Linked DNA regions of Arabidopsis thaliana: region 1 is linked to region 2. The links are chromatin contacts, called in public ChIA-PET maps. All regions are on one chromosome and are shown on one strand. Each heading gives the region's core, a stretch centred on a gene start, on an enhancer-like site or on the middle of the called end of the contact. The rest is flanking DNA. Distances are from core to core; before and after follow the strand shown.

Region 1 (2,700 bases), core at 82-2,581, 44 kb before region 2:
CGTAGCCTAATCTACATAAACCTCGTCTTCAAGTTTTTAAGTACATGTCGTGACAAGAACAACAACCTAGTTGTCAATAATTTCACAGGGATTATAAAAAAGTCAAAGAGCCACCAAACTAGAATTTCCTTTAACCAGAATCCATCTAGAACCAAGCATAAGTTGGAGTAAGAACAACAAGCTAGTGGTCACAATTTTAGCTGGACCAAAAACAATAAGCCAAAAATAAACAAAAGCAGCATCCAATGCTTAATCTAGTCTCATAGGTAGCTATCACAATATTGCAATTAAGAATGTCTAAAAGATGAGCTAACACAAGATATCAAAACTCTATAACCTTCACAAAACAATCATGTGGCTTTGAACCATCTCAAAATTACCTTTTCACCACCGATTGATCTGACTTTTCCATCAGCAGCTGGACTATGAATTCTCAGAAACTCTGATGAAAAATTGAACTTGGTTCCATCTGCATACTCTACCTCAACCTTCAAAACGATATTCGACAAATCAGATTTCAATTCCAAAAATTTCTGATCGCCGTGTAAACGTAAGAAGAAACAGAGAAGCTTACTTGTTTGGGAGATACAATAGAGAAACCTGAGAGTTTTGGAATAGTAATAAAACTTGTTCCATGAACTCGCCGGCTTATCACTCTCGTAATCGCCCACATTTCTTTTCCCGGCGATCGCCGGAGACGATGATTTTTAAGCTTCTAGCTTCATTCTAACTCTAAACGTACTTTATTGGGCCTAACTCAGAAGCCCATTGGATTTGGTTATATTAGTTTTATACTAGATGCTAAAACGGCGTCGTAAGGAGAGAACTAAGTGCTGATTAGTGATTAGGTCCTAATAACTTCTGCGGCCATAATAACTAGTAGTTATTAACTACTGGTCTAACTTTAGTCAAAGGTAAAGCAAAATCACGCCTCAAACGGAAAATCAAACGTAAAAATTCATAAAAGCCGTAAAGAACTTACAACATGAAAAATAAACACGCAAAGTATCCGTTTTTTTTTGTTTTTTCCTACTAAACTACATATTTTTGTTGTTGTTGTTGTATTAAACTACTTACTATTCAACGTCAAAGAAAGTGAAGTAAACGAAAACCGTCAACAAAAAGTAAAATTCGTATCCTTAAAAAAGCAAATAAATATGATCGGAGACCAATTGTTTTAGTGAGCCGTCTTTTTTTCTCCTTCTCCAAGTTCGTAACTTTTTTTCTTCTCTTTTCATATTCTTCATACGTCAGGAATAAATAAAATTTTGTTACCTTTTTCTTCTTCTTAATTGAGAAACAACAAAAAGAGGAATAACGTAAATTCAAAACTCTTCTCATCATCCAAAACCAGAAACTTTGACCGGAAAAGAATCAGAGAAGTAAAGAAAAACAGAACAAAATTAAAACAGAATTTCTTCTCTAATCCATTACGCCGGCGATTTCGGCGGCGTAGGAGATGAAAGTTCGTAGGAAACTTGGTGGTGGTTGCGGCGGAGACGTCGTTGTTTCATGGCGGACGTTCTTTTGGTTCGTGATTCTGTTTGTCTTCTCCTTCGTTCTCTTCTCCACCATGTTTATTTTTAAGGGGAAGTTTCGTCCGGTGGTTCGTTCGACGATAAGCTTCTCAACGGCTGTTACGGCAAGGGCGGTTTTCCGTGAGTCTATATCGTCTTCTCCGGCGGTTACGATTCGTGAAGCGGTGAAATTACCTGAACAAACTCTGGTTTTCCTAAAATACCCTCAGTCTCGTCGGTTATTTACAAAAGACGATCTCATTTGCGTTTTCTCCGGTTCGTCGAAGCTACGGAAAGTGTATCCGACGGCTGTGGACAGAGACAAATTTGGAGGTCAGATCGTACGGTGTCCTGAGACGCCACGTGGCTACACCATTTCGCTTGCCGTTTCGAGATGGACGACCGATGATCATCTCCCGGCTGGACCAACTCACCGGTATGATTGGCTGGTTTACGACGCCGTGATCGACTACGATAACTCTACGGTGGTTTTTGTCAAGGGGCTTAATCTACGGCCAGGAAGAGTTGCTGACGTGTCGAGATATGAGTGCGTGTACGGTTGGGATTTCGCGAAACATAATCGGTTAATAAGATCAGATGTCATCACTGCGGCTCAGGAGATCGTACGGTGTAGAACACCGTTAGCTGTGTTAGACGGCCCAAAAGCGGCCCGTGGGCCTGTTAAAGTCTCGGTTAGAATCAAAGGAGGAACCGGAATGCTTCCTTCTATCGCTCAGCCGGTTCGGATCATTAACCCGCCGCGAAAGAAACCCTTTCAAATGTGCGTTTGCACCATGACCCGAAACGCAGCCGCGGTTTTGAGAGAGTGGGTGATGTATCACGCCGGAATTGGCGTTCAACGGTGGTTCATCTATGACAACAACAGCGACGACGATATCATCGCCGAGATCGAGAATCTCGAAAGACGTGGTTACAACATCTCTAGACATTTCTGGCCGTGGATTAAAACTCAGGAAGCCGGATTCTCTAATTGCGCGATCCGTGCAAAGAGCGATTGCGATTGGATTGCGTTTATCGACGTCGACGAGTTCTTCTACATCCCATCCGGTGAAACTCTAACTTCCGTCATCAGAAATTACACAACCACCGACTCAATCGGTGAAATTCGAACACCTTGCCACAGTTTCGGGCCATCGGGTTTGAGATCTCGGCCTCGGAGTGG
Region 2 (2,700 bases), core at 64-2,563:
GGAATCTTAAGTCCAAATCCATTTTTCATTCATTATTCAAAGAAGTAAAAGAGCATACCAATGTTATAGCTCAACGACCAGGGTTCAGATTAAAGAGCATGCTTTGTCCACCAGGTAAGTAAGCCACGTTCGGAGACCTAGCCAGAGTAGCCGCAACCTCCCTTGAAGCTTCAATCCTCCTAAGCTCAATTAGTCCCATTCCTGCTTTAGCTGTTGCATCTGATATCAACTGAGCAGCTTCACTCTCACCTTCTGCTCTTATAACCGCAGCTCTCCTCTCTTGATCAGCCTTCATCACCACAAACTTTGACCTTTCAGCTTCCTGCTGAGCCACTTGCTTCGCCTCCACTGCCCTCGAGAACTCAGCACCGTACGATAAGTGAGTAATGGCTATGTCGTCGAGCTCAATGTTAAATTCCCTGGCACGCTTGATAAGAGCATCACGAACAAGTGCTGATACTTGAGGACGCTCAGTGAGGAGCTGATCAGCATTGAAATTAGCAACCACAGCTTTCAAGACCTCATTTCCAATCGATGGAAGAACCTTCTCATCGTATTCAAGACCCAATGTTTGGAAAATGTACGGGAGACGCGAAACCTTCACAGTAAAATAACCACAACAACTTATTCAATCCCTCAAACAATCGAAGCCAGCATAGATATGCACCAAAAGCTTCTATAATAAGAGTAACATTCATCGAAGAAACCAAATTACACATAAGGATTATCTTCAACTCTAGATCTTGTACACAAACTTCAAATTCCACGAAATCAAACACAGAATCGATAAATGATTGCTAAATCGAACGAACACGATCATCCTAAACCCTCGATCTTGTAAACAACCAATGTATACAAAATCAAACACAGAATCGAGAAATTGATTGTTGCTAAAATCGAAATTACCTCAGGGCGAAAGAGAACACGAAGGGTGAGATTAACCATCTGAAGATCCTTAGTACCAGATTTGGAGGAGAAAGTGTGAGGTTTCGTACGAATATCGTATATGTGCGGCGTCTGGAGATACGGGATCAAGAAATGAGTCCCTTCGCCGACGGTCTGATCCAACACTCCCCTGAATCGATCGAACAAAACAGCTCTCTCGCCACCATCAACAGTGTAGAGCGACGAGTTTAGTGCCGTCGCCGCCACACCTAACCCAAACGCCGCCTTCGCCAAGTTCGTCAGAAACGAAATCGCTACTTGTTGACTTCCCATTTTCTTTTCTGACCTCACAAGAAAAAAGCTTCGAAGGAGAGAATTGAGAAAGGAAAGATTTAGGGGTTTGTTAGGGTTTATGAAATGATTTTGGAACTTGGAAGAGAGGGTTTTTTTTGGCCGACAATTATTGAATATGGGCTTGTTTAAAGCCCATTAATAATATAAACTACTTCGGCCCAATAATAAAAAAGGAAAAGGAAATGATGTAATATAAAAGGAAACAACGGTTTGGAAGATTAAACCCGAATTTGATTATTTGCCCATAAACGAAACTAAATCCGGAGAGGAAGACAGAGACGAAGAGCGTGTTGATAACAACCCTGCAGAGATTTTGGATCTTCTTAGAGAGCAAGATGAAAATGTTCTTCCTCCACCTCCTCCTTCACCTTGATTAGAGATTTTGATTAGAGTGAATAAGCACAAAAGACTAAAATTGATTTTTCTATACAACCAGTGGAAAATGTTATATACAAGAAATTCTATATAAAGACAATGAGACCTCTGACTTTGGACAGCAAAAGTAGATAAAAAGAAACATCTAAGGCTGCTTCCACAAATTGAACTAAATCGTCGATCTCTTCATCGTGTGTTTTCTTCTTCTTTGCTGCGTGTGGACTCAGATAGATCTTGCACATAGCATAATTGCCCTACTCAAACAAAACAACAGAAGTCGTCACAATAAAAACCAAAACTCAAGAGTCTCAATAACTTGGAAACCAAGTAAGTAAACGTACATATATACTCTTACCAGCTCGTAGTTATTAATATCATCAGAAGACTTAAGCCAGTGTTCATGCATCAACCAACCCTCTTTTACGCCATTTTGGTTGTTTTCCAATGTAGTACTCTAGTGAGTATTTGTAGCCGACAAGGCCTGCTTCTCCAGCATGAATCTTCTTGGCAGAGATGATACTACCCTCCAGTATCCTCCATTGTCTCTACGATTCATTCTTTTTCCACATTTCCCCATCTTGGTCCTCCCAGATATAAAGAACCATTCCGTCTTGTTACCCTTCACAAACTCCTCCGTTTCGAATCAAAAGAAAGACGCCGTTTTACATACAGAAAACACCAGAAGAGGATTAACGATATCGCCTTATATCTTTATTACTTGGATTTCAATTCTGGCTTGGACTAAGCTAAAAACAGAGACTGCTCCCACAATTCTTTGGAAATTAGTAGGAGTTGCTCATGCTACAGCTTACCATGTTTGGAAACAAATGAACAACTTGTTGCACAATAGTGTCTCCGTTTCGCCTTTGGCCACCTTCAAAGAAATCGACGGAGACATCAAAAAACACTATTACCGCTCGCATAAACAGAAAAGCTTTTCGGAATCTGATGATCTTGTAACTCCGATAAATTTTGTTGATGGACTCATTTTATATCTTTTTGGCAAGATTACATTTGTTTGGTTAAGCTATTTTTAAAACCTCAACTTTCATTAATATGATAATCACATTCCTATACTCGTAATAC

The links. ChIA-PET counts read pairs in DNA pulled down with a chosen protein or histone mark.
Region 1: an H3K4me3 ChIA-PET map of shoot shows a contact between it and region 2, with 10 read pairs. The contact joins the promoter of AT3G27330 here to the promoter of PHB4 in region 2. A contact is called at or near these places in 3 of 26 Hi-C or Micro-C datasets (root, seedling and vegetative nucleus) and 1 of 2 datasets of contacts at active chromatin or transcription factors (shoot).

What each region holds. Positions count from the first base shown.
Region 1 is chr3:10,119,276-10,121,975 of TAIR10.1, reverse strand. AT3G27330 (zinc finger (C3HC4-type RING finger) family protein) reads left to right here and starts at 1,331. Exons shown (of 7, transcript NM_113648.3): 1 at 1,331-2,700. The coding sequence starts at 1,460. AT3G27340 (Myb domain protein) reads right to left here and starts at 742. Exons shown (of 4, transcript NM_113649.4): 1 at 575-742; 2 at 381-488. The coding sequence starts at 673.
Region 2 is chr3:10,075,422-10,078,121 of TAIR10.1, reverse strand. It overlaps PHB4 (prohibitin 4), which reads right to left and starts at 1,313. Exons shown (of 3, transcript NM_113642.4): 1 at 907-1,313; 2 at 59-598. The coding sequence starts at 1,218. The coding sequence ends at 71. It overlaps AT3G27270 (TRAM, LAG1 and CLN8 (TLC) lipid-sensing domain containing protein), which reads right to left. Exons shown (of 3, transcript NM_001338865.1): 2 at 1,970-2,488; 3 at 1,765-1,868. The coding sequence ends at 2,416.